3 separate regions of the Sus scrofa genome follow, and regions 1 and 3 are each linked to region 2. The links are chromatin contacts, called in public HiChIP or PLAC-seq maps. All regions are on one chromosome and are shown on one strand. The core of a region is the stretch at or near the end of the contact, and the rest is flanking DNA. Distances in the headings are between cores, read along the strand shown. Region 1 overlaps SYNJ2 (synaptojanin-2). Region 2 overlaps LOC106506439 (a long non-coding RNA gene). Region 3 overlaps SNX9 (sorting nexin-9).

Region 1 (4,092 bases), core at 1,179-3,678, 250 kb after region 2:
TATTCAATATCTTGTAATAACCCATAATGGAAAAGAATCTGAAAAAAATCTGCATGTATATCTATATATGTATATATAAGATATATACACATAACTGAATCACTTTGTGCACCTGAATCATTGTAAATCAACTATACCTCAATTTTTTAAAAATAATAAAAATTATAAATAAAATATACATGAATAGTAGTCTCTGGTATACAGAGAATTTTCCTAAGAAGGAAGTTTTGTTATACCTTCTTGTTGAGGTTAAACATCATGAAATGCAGCATTTAGATGAAAAATTGGACACTGAGGTTGGTGGCTTTCCTACCAGTTTTTCTGGTTTTGAGAAGGTACCACATAAACTAGATTAACTTCGGGGAGTGTCCATCGCATTCATCAGGTTGGCTCTTCTGAATTCAATGGGGGACTTAATAAAAATTATAAATTATTTTTGTAATTTATATGTGGGACTTATAAATGGGAGACTTTATAAAAATCCGGCCTATCCCCTGCCTGACACCCTGAATGTTTAGAAGTCTGAAGTGCTGTTACTCTTGGCTGGTGCCTTTCGAGGGGACCGCTTGTCCTGGACCTCTAGTGGCCGCAGGTCCCCTGGAGAGCAGGGCCATCAGTGCGTGTCCTGGGGACGTGGCCTCACGGGCTGCCCGTCTCTGTTGCAGGCACATGGTGTTTCTCAAGGAGCAGTATGGGAAGCAAGTGGTAGTGAACCTGCTGGGCAGCAGAGGCGGAGAAGAGGTGCTCAACAGAGCCTTCAAGGTACGTGGCTTCCCCTTGACCCGGGGAGGGGGCAGGCGAGGGAGCCAAGGGGCCCCTGCTCTGGGCGGGCTTCCTCGGGGGCTGGAAACCGCAGCATTGCGTTCCTCCTGCTTGTGGAGGTTTTTCTATCAGAGCTTCAGCTTTAGATGATGGGGGCTCTTGATGAATAAAGTTTAATTTTGGGGGGCGGTGGCTGGGGAATTTGCTCAAAATGAAAACAAAGCATCTCCCATCTCCAGGTGTGTTTTTTTGGTTGTTTTTTGGGTTTTTTTCTGGACGAATGTTCTTTTCGTTTTTAGTGTTAAGTTTTTAAATTACTCAATGAACTTTATTACATTTGGACTTGTACGATGATCATCATAACCCAATTTTATAGCATGTTTTTGTTCCAGCGCTCCCCATGGGGCATTGAGGACTCTGGACGGCGGGGCCTGTCCCTGGCTCTCTTAGATGCACGCGTGTGTGCGTGCATGTGCACACGTATGTTTGGGCTTCACCCTTGACCTGCTCAGGGACTTGGAGTTGCCTCCTTCCTTGCTGGTCTGGCTCAGCTGCTGACCAGCGGCTCCTGGCAGGTTCGTACCGACACCCACAGGGCACTGGTGCCTGAGTGGCTCTTCAGAGTCCCTGCTGGGTTTAAAGTGAGCCATCTTCCATGATTTCCTCCTGCTGACTTGGCGTCTTCAAATATTCCATTCTTGTTTGGGCTGCCCTGGAAAGCTGCTTCCTGTGCCCAGTGCTCTGTGGGCCCCCCGAGGCTTCCCGACACACGTCGGGGGAGGAAGCAGTAAGAGCAAGGCCCACCTTGCCCGCATCTCCGAGTCCCCACTGCTTCCGTGTGTTTTCAGCCCACTGTGGACAAAGCTGCAGAATGAGCTGTGGCCGTGGGCTCCACAGCTCTTTTCCAGCTGCTCAAAGCCACCGCTGGATGGGAAAAAAAGCCCTGTGGTTGTTGAGAGCTCAAGGGGGCCCCTCGTGGAGAGAATGTGAAGTCAGACTTCACTCCTGGGGAGTCCTGGCTCCTGGCCCGGGGAAGCTGAGTCCAGCTGGTGCTCATTTCCCTCTGCGGAGGAAAGCCACGTGCTTTCAGAGACGTTCTGGTGGCCAGTTTCATTTGGCCAGACCTGCTTTTCCTGTTTGGTTTGTTGCTATTGGCAACAAGCTTGAAAAGTCTCTCCCCTCCCACCCATCTTGGCAGCAGTGTTGGCAGCTTATTTTAAGGAAGAAAAAGAAAGGGAAAAAAAAAAAACCCTCAAGGATTTTTTTCCCCTTTGTGCCTTGATTTTGGGGAGGTGTCCTCAGCATCTCCCCATCAGCTGGTGGACCTCTGGGCAGGAAAGGTGGTGATGGCAGCAGGCCTGTGGCCCAGTGGGGGAGGGCAGGCTCCTGGGCAGGTAGGAGGTAAGAAGCAGATGCTACCTGGAAAGACCTGGGTCGTGGTCCTGACTGGGGTGTCCCCCGAAGGGAGCTCCCTCATCCTGTCAGCTCTGCCACACTGACGTGCCCACCGAGGTCCATGCACCAGCAGCCAGCCTCTGACCACAGAGACCAGGTATTTGCTCCAGAATATGAAGCCACCAAGCGCATGCTTCAGCTGGGCTGACTCTTCCACACAGCGAGACCTTCCTGATGACGGCGGCTGCGTGTTGATCTGCAGTCTGGTGCCTGGGGAGTCACAGGAACCAGATGGCCCAGAGCCCTTCTAGTCAGTGACCCTGGCTGGCAATGCTGGACAAGCCTGACCTGAAGCCACGCAGGAGGATCTGGTGGGCGGCCGAGGGCAGGTGCCCTGGGAAAGCGGGGTTCGTCCTTTGCCATGGGGGCCGCCTGGTCAGAGTGCTGAGGGCTTGCTGGCTGAGGTGCTCTGGGTGGAAGGGAGACCTCTGCCAGGACGCCTCGCCTGCCTGGAATCCACCTGCCATGTTTCTCCATCTCTGGCTCGGCCTTTGCTCCAGCTCCCAGGCTGGACCTGGGCCCAGGCGGGGGGCAGGGCTGCTGGCCCTGAGCCCCATCTCCCCGACCCTGGAGCTCCATTGGGCGGCACCTCCCCTCATGGGGTGGCCTGGAGGTGTGCTGGCTGGGGGCCTTGGCTGCTCCTGAGCACACCCTCCCGGAGGCTTGGCTGGTCACTAGGGCAACGGGAGCTGGATTATGAGCTCCGCAGCCTGGGGCACTGCCCTGTACCTGGAGCGCCCATGGCCCTCAGGTGCCTGCAGAACAGAGCAGTCCTTCCCCGTCAGCACCCTCGGTAGAGCCCCGAGGGAGGTGATGTCGGTGCGGGGCCCTGGGCGCCCCCGGGGAGCCACGCCTGCTCTGACCGTCCTGTCCAGCGTGGACCCTCTTCCCTCCTGCAGGCAGGACACTGTTTGTGGTTTTGTCCCCAGGGTCTTTGTTCTGCGCTGCCCTTTCCGGGTCAGGGCTGGTCAGTGGGTCCACCGAAGGCCTTCCAGCTCTCCCCCGTGCTCTGTCACACGGCACGGTCCGCACTCAGGTGTCCTGCCACCCTCTCCCTTCCCCTTCCAGAAGCTGCTCTGGGCTTCCTGCCACGCCGGCGACACACCTATGATAAACTTTGACTTGCATCAGTTTGCTAAAGGCGGGAAGCTAGAGAAATTGGAGAACCTGCTGAGGCCCCAGTTGAAGCTGCACTGGGATGACTTTGATGTGTTCACCACGGGCGAGAATGTAAGTCCACGGTGAGTCTCGCTGCGTCTGGTCCTCCCGCTGGGGGAGCGCGTGCCCGCCCTCGCGGCTCCGGGGCTCCGGGCTCCGCGATGTCAGCCCGTCGGGCTCCAGCTTCTCCTCTCCCTTCCTGCCGTGCGGCGTGCTTGTCAATGTTGGGAGTTGATGATAAGTCATGGTTTTCAGGCAAAATACACATAGTAATGCAGGGGCCTCGGTGAAACGGTGCGGCCTTGGGACCGCATAACTTATCATGCACACTGTGAGAAAACCGGGAAGAGGGAGAGGGGACACAGCTGGCACAAACCCAGGTGACCAAGGAAACAGATGTGGATTTCTCTGTTCCGAGGGGAGAGAGGAAGGAAATCCCATTTCCCGAATCAGTGCAGTGAATCCTCGTTACTTGCAGATTCCGGATTTACAAATTTGCCCGCTTGCTCGAGTTTATCTGCGAGCCTCAAACCAAGTTCCTGGAGCGCTCTGGGTCATCCGCAGGGCTCAGAAGGGTGACGATGCGAGGCGCCCGCTGTGCACGTTTCCGGCTGAGGTGGGGCCAGCGCACTTGGCCTTGTTTCCCTCCCTCTGGAGACGGGTGTCCCCACACCCTCTAGTTAGGGCCACTTTTTCACTTTTTTGTGCATTTTGTTC
Region 2 (4,152 bases), core at 1,195-3,694:
ACTTGAAACGTAAAAGTGCTTCCTTGAAACTGGGTCTGACCGTACATAGCATTGTTTGAAATGGGCATTGTCGGAAATGGGCATTGCCTGAAATGGGCGTGCTCCTACATACGTAGCCATTAACACGTCGTAACTCTGCCCTACACCTTTGAATTTCTGCCGCAAAATTTCTGAATAAGAACTCTGCCTCCTAACTGCATCCATCAGAACTGAGAAGCTTCAAATGCTGCAATCAGAGGAAGAGAGCCAGGAGACAAGAGAACACGCAGCCACCAGGAAGGGACACGCACTGCTAGGGACTTGTTTTAAAGGCTCATCCCTTCGTAGATTGAAACCCAAGACCCACCAGAATTGAAAGGGTCCAGGGGCAAGACTCAGGAGATTTCTTCTCTGTCTCTCAACTGGGCGCCTAACAAGCCTCAATTTGCCCAGCGTTAAACTGTTCTCCACTGGCCTGACTGTTCTCCAGTTACAACTTCCGGGAAACTATTTCAGGAGGTGAAGGCATTTCCCGAAAGAGTAACAACCTCAGGGAACGGAAATGCTGCCCTGTGCCTGATCTTCAGAACCACAGGGACCCCGCCGGTCTCACAAGGCAGATGGATCCTGAAGAAAACAAGCTCAGATTGCCCTGCGTTCGGTGGCTGCCCTTGGGATAGTAAGGTCACAGGATTCATTTTACTTATAATGTTCTCCTGATCCCACATCAGAGGACTTTGGTTTTGGCTAAAAGTAAACTGCAATCTGGGTTGAAGTTATTCAGGCAATGTCATTATCACTCCCAGGGGCTTCCCACGTGCCCTGTCGTGGGGAGAGACCTGACAAGCATCCTGCTCCTGCTTGTTGTCAAGAGGGCTCCTGGCATTGAAGATGTTGCCCATGAGACCGTAAATTGTCCACAGCACATAACAGGGATGTCCTGCTCTTCCGATTTGGAGCATAAATGTAATCACAGCTCTTTTTATGCTTTCACTGAATCTCCGAAGACCTTCAAGTGGGAAGCAGAAAGCCCTCTGATCTGCCTAAGAACAAAGAACATCTGGTCTGGCTACCAGCGTTGCCAGACACAGTATCCCAAAGGGTGCTCGACTCTCCAATATCCATTCTACCCCCAGAGAATCATCCACGCCACTTACCGTAGGTACCCCATTTCCCCACTGGGTCATTTAGCAATAGACATGAAATAGATGTGTGACCCAGCCCTGGCCCTCAGGATGCAAGAAGAAGCTGGGGGATCTTCAGAAGCATGGTCTCCCTCCTGAAAAAGTATTTCACAATCTCCAGGGAGAAATTCTCTCCCTCTGTTGTCTCTCTTTCCTAGTGGCCTCTCTTGGAACCATATTCCTGAGTGTTAGTCATTTCTGATGGGGAAGAGAGTGCATCTGGGATAGAAAAACACCAGCTCAAGAGTTTGTGGCAATTTCTCTTTGAAGGGGTGCGGCAATGGAGACTACTGATAGACTGGCATAATTTTGGAGTTTGCCCTTTTTTGTCAAAGATTAAAGGAAGAAAAAGACCCTTTCACACTATTTGATTTAACTCACTCCAGTAGATGATAGTGTGACAAAAGCCACTGTGATTTAAGCTTGAATGTGAGGCATTTAAAAGCACTTGCTTGAAAACATTTGTCTTGCATCTTTCAAAAAACCGCACCCCTTCAGAATGATTTTGATTTTCCACTCCTATGCAGAAACAAAGCTAAATGCTTTTCATCCTGAAAATGCCCTTTCATAATTTCTAGGATCTTGGCTGCAAGACAGAAATGGAAAATTCCCCACAAGAAGCCTCTCGTCATGGCATCTGTCTGTCTCACACTGATCTTCTCAGATGTTCCTGGTGAGGCGGGGGGAGAAAGCTCAGGTGCTACAAAACAATGATGCTGGTGAGTCAGACTCATGGGATTTTTTTTCCCTCTGAAACTAGACTTTGTTTCATGTGTGATCTTTGCGACAAGACATAATAACATCAGCTGACTGACAAGACAATTGTCGGTATTCACATCTGAGGCCAGCGTGTCGGTCTGTTATATTTTATCAATACCATCCTCACTAGTGTGGTTGACACCGTTAAATGAGGAAATATATGATGCAGTTCTCTGTAAATGGCAAAGTTGTACATAAACACAGTCCCTTGTGTGATCCATGCAATCTCTGTGCAGGTACCATAACCCCTATGTCATTGCATGCATAGAGTTCTTTTGGTTTGGGGTCCAGATGTATAGTTTGCCAAGCTTATCAAAGTTTCTAGCTCCTTGAACGTGGCCATCATATCTTCAGGATAGGAGCTGCTTTGGTACCCCTGCAGGTTCTAACAGCGCACAGGTAGGAGATACCCCAGCCAGTGAGGAAATATTTATTGAAACTTGAGCCTGATCCATAGGGGGCAACATAGTCAAATACATCGGGGCGGTCTGGCTGCGGCCAGCAGAGGGCGCTGGCAACGAAGATGAGCATCTTAGCGGTGAAGGAAGTGGGGCCAATATGCAAATGAGGCCAGTCTCCAACCTAAAGCTTGGGAAGAGCCATTAATTCAGGTGGTTTGACAGCCTTTCCCTGGAAACTTAGCGTGTGTGTGTGTGTGTGTGTGTGTGTACACGCGCGCGTGCTGCATAACCTCACACATCACCACACTCAGCCTTGGAACAGCAGTGGATCTTTTACACCCAAGCCCCACCCAACAGGATCCAACCCCATCCCCAAGAGCCAGCAGTTAAAAATACCTATAACTTCATGATTGTGCCACTTCTTTAGTAAAAATCAGGAAGATTAAGATGATAATAAATTGATGGAAGAAGTCCAGAAACATGAACTGTAAAACATAGAAGCGACTTAATCTAAAAATAGTCATTGTAACAGTTGCCACTTGTTACCTATGCCTTGTTACGTATGTGCCCGCCGGTGCTTGGCAATCCCTTTTCTCTCTGGAGCCTCACACTCCAGAAGTAGCTACAAGGTGGCGCCACATGCTTCAACCGCGCTGCACGGGAGGGGCAGGCCCTGCGCCCTTGGCCACTTCACCGAGTCCCCACTGACTCAGGCATTCAACAGGAGTTTGTGGACCCCTTCCTGCAGCCTGGCACCCTCCTCGTGGTCAGGGATTCAGAGACACGGTCCCTCCTGTACGAGCCTCTTTTCAAAGGAGCACAGAGACTAACAGATGATGACTGCATACGCAGCCTTGACAGAGCAAAGAGTCCCCACATACAGCCTGGGAGGGCCAGTGAACACCTCCAGGAGGAGGTGACAGGAGCAGCCCTATGGCACCACCACAGTGGCACACCTGCCTCGGAACAAGTTTTGAAGGATGAGTAGGAGGAGCAGGAATGGGGATGAGGTGGGCGGGTGGGTGGAGGGATTCCAGGCCAAGGGGATGGCCTGAGAAAGGTCCCTGTAGCTGGAGCACAGATCCTGAGAGGAATGGGGACAAGCAGACTAAGGGGTGGACAGGGCCTGGGTCACCCAGAAGGACTTTGCACCATTGCAAGGAGCGTAGGTTTTGTTCTGAAAGCTAAGAGGGTGTTTGGGAGAATTTTATATGGAAAATAGCAATATCATAAATGTAATTTCAGACTTGTCGTGTCAGTCTTACGGAGAATGGATTCGAATGCAGCAAGTCTCTGGATGGCAAGACCCGTGGGGGGCTTTCTGCATAATCCAGGAGAGAAATTCTAGGATCTGTGAAGACAGCTGTGGTGGGGGTGCACAAGGAGGAAGGGAGGGTTCCAGACTTTTTTAGGAAGTAGAAGGGGTCAGATTTACTGACCAAATGATCGTAAGTCACGTGGGATAGGCTGGAGTCAGAGATGACTCCGGGGTTCTGGCCTAGGTCACTGGGTGGAAGATGACATCATTTCCCGTGAACAAGTTCCACGAGGACAGTGGCTTATTCAGCACGTGGCACGGTGACTTGCATATCGTCGGTGCCTAATAAATATTTATGAGATGAATGATGGCACGAATGCCTGGGTAAGAAATGCAAAGACATAAGGAAGGAGGTGGCATGATGGTACGTGTTGAGTATGAGATGCTTATGAGATGGTCAGATGTGCTGCAGACAGTTGAGACTGGGGTTCAAATGAGTCCTGGCCTAAGGCACCATGTGGGAAGTAACCACATCACATTCAGAATAAGGAGAACGGGGACCAGATGGAGT
Region 3 (4,593 bases), core at 1,614-4,113, 140 kb after region 2:
CATTCACTGTTGCTTGTTTTTAGGTTAGTGAAAAAAATGACCTTGGTTTACCTTCTAGTAAATAACTTGCTACCGAGTAACCAGTGGCTCTGTAACAGCGTTTCGTTTGTGTGACGGTGACTCATCTGAGACAAGGTTGCACGTCAGTGTCTGCGTTTCTCTTGCAGGTCGCTTTGAAGAAGAATTTATCAAAATGCGCATGGAGAGACTTCAGGCATGGATGTCCAGGATGTGTCGCCATCCAGTAATCTCAGAAAGTGAGGTTTTCCAGCAGTTTCTAAATTTCCGAGATGAAAAGGTAGGACGACTTATTATGGTGATCTCGGAGAATATTAAGAATTGTCACGTTCACCCCCAGTTTTGAGTCTGAAAGGGGTGAAATCATGTTGGCTAGTTGATTATTTCTAAGTAATAGGAAGTCAGTCACGGCCTGTGTGAGAGGAACTGCCAGGATGGTTTCCCATAAACCGGGAGTGGCTTGGCCCAGTGTGAAGGATATGATAGGATAAGGGGCTTTTTCCTGGATGCTGTGAAAAATAACGCAGACCCCAGACCATGCCAGACATTCTCAGTGTGAAGGTAGGGAAGTGGGCGAATGATCTCTTAGCATCACATTTTGACCTTGCAGAGTAAACAGCGTTCGAAAGGAAAAGGAGATTCAGAATTGCACCAGCTTTCTCAAAGCCACATTGTTTTTCCAGAACTATTGTTGTGAGCCCAGAGTAAACACTGGTCTGTCTCTGCCTGCCCCGTGGGCAGTCATCCTGCCAGCATCATCTCTTCTTTTTTGAAAATCAGGAAGAAGCTGGCTGCTGGTCTTCCTGCTGTTCGTATCTGTCTTGGAAGGAGCCGAGCGTCACTTTAGTCTCCCATGTGTGTGATTTGTTTGGTAGCACCTAGTGTGATCTCAGGGTTAGAGCTCATTCCACTCACATATTTCTGGTCTTTTTGCATTTCGTGGTGAGTAGTACATGTGAAAAGGCTTCATATTTACAAAAACGACATGGAACCTTCTCTGAGTTTGTGCCTTCCTGCTTAGCCACAGGGCTGTAACGAGGGCTTACTTGACGGATTTGTCAAGGGTGCGATTTAGGAAGCACTTCTGAAGGTTTTGTTTGATGCAGGATATTACTGTCAAAAATAATAAATCTAATAAGCCTTTTTGGTGTTTTTAATATAAATGAAAAAAGAAAGAACTTGGGGCCAGGGCACTTGGTTTTGGTCTTGGCTCTGTTGCCAACTATGTCTGTGACCTGATCAAAGTATTTAATTTCTTTCGGCCACAGTTTCCTTGCCTGCTAACTGGCAGTGTAAAACTAGAAAGCTGCTTTTAAAAATACTCCTTCTTTGGGCAATAATAGCTCATAGCGATGGATATAGAAAATCCCAAAGAATCTTCCCTATAAAGTGTGAAAGATCTACCCTGTGAGGGAGTTCCCATTGTGATGCAGCAGGTTAAGGATCCAGGGTTGTCTCTGCGGCAGTGCAGGTTCAATTCCCCACCCAGTGCAGTGGGCTAAGAGTCCAGCGTTGCCACAGCTGTGGCATAGGTCACAGCTGTGGCTCAGATTCGATCCCTGGCCCACAAACTTCCATATGCCATGGATTTGGCCAAAAACAACAAAACTATGAAACATTTTCAAGAGAAATAAAAGACCTAAATAAGTATTGCAGTTATTTTTCATGGATTAAAGAACTGAAAAAACATCATCAGTAGAAAATTCTTTTTAAAAAGGATTAAGTGGGAAGAGAACTTTATTGGATATTAAGACTTATTACAGGAAGTTCCCGTCGTGGCACAGCAGAAACGAATCCGACTAGGAGCCATGCGGTTGCAGGTTCGATCCCTGGCCTCCATCAGTGGGTTAAGGATCCAGCATTGCCATGAGCTGTGGTATAAGTCACAGACGCAGCTCAAATCTGGTGTTGCTGTGACTGTGGTGTAGGCGGGCAGCTGTGGTTCCAATGAGACCCCCTAGCCTAGGAACCTCCGTGTACCGTGAGTGCGGCCCTAAAGAGAAAGAAAAAAAAAAAAAAAGCTTATTGTAAAGCTAAAATTCCTTGAAAAGCAGACCAGTAGAACAGAATGGAATGGGCACTTGATTTCTGACAAAGGTGGTACTGCGTATAGTGAGGGAAGGACAGTCCTTTCAGCCAGCGGTGCTCTTCCCGTGGGATGGAATCGCTGGGAGAAGTGAAACATGGTCTCTGCCTCACCAGAGTCTGTCGATTTTGCTAGGTTTGATATTGGTGTTGTAGTTACGTGTTTAAGACGTGGCCTTATCTCTTAAAGATGTAACGAAGCATTTACAGGTGAAGTGATATGTCAGATTTCCGTTGAAATGAGCAAGAAAAAAGTAGGATGGAGGCTTGGATCCTGTGTTGCTGTGGCTGTGGTGTAGGCCATCGGTTACAGCTTCGATTCACCCCCTAGCCTGGGAACTTCCATGTGCCACAGGTGCAGCCCTAAAAAGACAAACAATTAGAAAAATAAAATGACCTGGGCCCCCCAGGACCGTTGTGTGCAGTGGCACTGTTGGAATACAAAGTGACGTTGAGAGGTATGGGCATTTGGCCCACGTGCAGAGGGAGGTGGCGTGGAGCTGCTTCCTGAAAATTAGGAGGCTAGAGATGATCGGAGAGCCAGTTCTCTCAGGGAATTTTGAAAGACCCGCTTGGCTCTGCTCTCCCCTGTGATGTTGTAATGTTCCTGTTTACAGGAGTGGAAAACTGGGAAGAGGAAGGCTGAAAAAGATGAGCTGGTGGGAGTGATGGTATTTTCCACCATGGAACCAGAGGCGCCTGACCTGGACTTAGTGGAGATGTAAGCAACACTGCCAGACTTTCCTCCTTCTCACGCGGTGTCCGCCTCCTTGGCTTGTGGGTCTCGGCCAGGCCGACCGCAGCTGGAAGTGGGATCGTCGGAGCAGTGTGTGAAACGAGTGGGGTTTGTAGCCGGATGGCATGGACAGCCTCGTCCATGAAACACTGTCTTTCTAACCCTAACACCCTTTAAAGTCTGCTTCCTCTTTACCTTGAAGTCAGTGATTTCCTCGTTGACCGAGTGGTTAGTAGTTATTTCCAGTAAAGTATGATGAAACAGGGTGGCGCAGAGCCAGCCGACACCCACGTAATAGTCCACAAGGCAAAAATCTCTTTGAACATTGCCTTGAAGGGAACAGTCCCAAACCTGCTTTTTCTGTTTTGTTTGGTGTTTTTAATCTTGTAATCTTTTTAACACAGGCTTGGTCAAAGAACTGGAGTTCTTTTTCTATATGAAGACTAATAAGAAATCTTGGCTGCGGTTTTTTTTTTTTTAATTTTAAGTAGCTTTTTTCTTAACATAAAATCATTGCTTATTTGTTACCAAATAAGTCTTCCAACTACCCAGAGAGAAAATCAGTGTTAGTATGTTGACCTAGGTCAGTGGTCTTCCAAACCCTTCTCTGTGCACAGGCATCTAAAGGAAAAATTGTTTGTTTAACCGCAAGTGACCTCACATTATGCATTTGCTTTTTTTTTTATAAAGTTGTATGGAAGTCGAGCTGGTTTACAAGGTTGTGATCATTTCTGCTGTACGACAAAGCGATTCAGTTGCACATGTCCACACAGCCATCCTCTTTCAGATTCTTTACCCACATAGATAATACCGGGCGGAGTTCCCTGTGCTGGACAGCAGGCCCCGTCGGCGAGTCATTGCACAGGCCTCGGTGTGCACATGCCAGTCCCAACCCCCAGTCCCTCCCCCTTCACCCGTCCCCTGTGGTCACCGTAAGTGTGTCTTCAAGGTCTGTGAGTCTGATTCTGTTCTACAAAGAAGGTTCATTGTGTCCTTTTTTTGGACTCCACATGTAAGCGATGCCACATGATGTTTGTCTTTCGCTCTCTGACTTCACTTACTGTGCTCGTCTCTGGGTCCGTCTGTGCTGCCATGTTTGCTTTTATAATCTGCTCTCTTCATTTAAAATTATGTTGTGACGTTCTTTCCAAGTCAGTAAAAGCTTGTTGCGTCCTCGAGGAGCTGGTTGTGCTCCGTGTCACTTGGATGCTGTGCATCTAGGCTCTTCTTTTGATTCATTCAGGTACTTGTTGGAATGATTGAACGACTCCTGTTAGCACCCACACCGCATTTTTGTAGATTCCAGTGCCCCCAGAGATTGGATTTCACCAAGGAAGATAGTCCAGAAATGAAGATTTTATTTACGTTAGAATAATTTTAGTTAAAATATACAAGGAATCGGGGGAAAGGAAGCAGCGTTAAAATAGAAATGGCACACTTTGTCGTAAATCTTTAAAACCTGAATCAAGCCTGATTTTAAGACTAATTTAGTTCAGGGGCGGTTGTGAGAATGCAGGAAACAGGCCCCTGTGCTTGCGTTGGCCTTGAGCTCCCCCGACCGACCACGTGCACTTCTCTCCCCTACCCTTAAGCCGTGTGGACGTTTGAGAGTCAAGGACACACCCCTTGTGTTTTTGCCCCGCAGAGAACAGAAGTGCGAGGCTGTTGGCAAGTTCACCAAGGCCATGGATGACGGCGTCAAGGAGCTGCTGACCGTGGGCCAGGAGCACTGGAAGCGCTGCACAGGACGTAAG

The links. HiChIP or PLAC-seq counts read pairs in DNA pulled down with a chosen protein or histone mark.
Region 1: a contact with region 2 is called in an H3K27ac HiChIP or PLAC-seq map of skeletal muscle, with 3 times the contacts expected there. The contact joins two enhancer-like sites. A contact is called at or near these places in 10 of 47 Hi-C or Micro-C datasets (embryonic fibroblasts, fetal heart ventricle, fetal liver and 5 more) and 1 of 2 datasets of contacts at active chromatin or transcription factors (skeletal muscle).
Region 3: a contact with region 2 is called in an H3K27ac HiChIP or PLAC-seq map of alveolar macrophages. The contact joins two enhancer-like sites. A contact is called at or near these places in 2 of 47 Hi-C or Micro-C datasets (embryonic fibroblasts and liver) and 1 of 2 datasets of contacts at active chromatin or transcription factors (alveolar macrophages).

Annotation. Positions count from the first base shown.
Region 1 is chr1:9,047,172-9,051,263 of Sscrofa11.1, reverse strand. It overlaps SYNJ2 (synaptojanin-2), which reads left to right. Exons shown (of 28, transcript XM_021086423.1): 7 at 666-762; 8 at 3,286-3,458. Among named protein-coding and RNA genes, the nearest start is that of SYNJ2, 60 kb to the left of the region's middle. Within about 2 kb of position 2,428, at least 43 of the 83 cell types and tissues checked have an H3K27ac peak or open chromatin away from gene starts, as enhancers often do. A contact at or near this core is called in retroperitoneal adipose tissue and skeletal muscle, where this site is marked.
Region 2 is chr1:9,292,788-9,296,939 of Sscrofa11.1, reverse strand. LOC106506439 (a long non-coding RNA gene) reads left to right here. Exons shown (of 5, transcript XR_002342376.1): 4 at 1,742-1,882. Among named protein-coding and RNA genes, the nearest start is that of SNX9, 56 kb to the right of the region's middle. Within about 2 kb of position 2,444, at least 8 of the 83 cell types and tissues checked have an H3K27ac peak or open chromatin away from gene starts, as enhancers often do. A contact at or near this core is called in alveolar macrophages, retroperitoneal adipose tissue and skeletal muscle, where this site is marked.
Region 3 is chr1:9,148,836-9,153,428 of Sscrofa11.1, reverse strand. It overlaps SNX9 (sorting nexin-9), which reads left to right. Exons shown (of 18, transcript XM_003353171.4): 10 at 168-298; 11 at 2,721-2,824; 12 at 4,485-4,588. Among named protein-coding and RNA genes, the nearest start is that of SYNJ2, 42 kb to the right of the region's middle. Within about 2 kb of position 2,863, at least 24 of the 83 cell types and tissues checked have an H3K27ac peak or open chromatin away from gene starts, as enhancers often do. A contact at or near this core is called in alveolar macrophages, where this site is marked.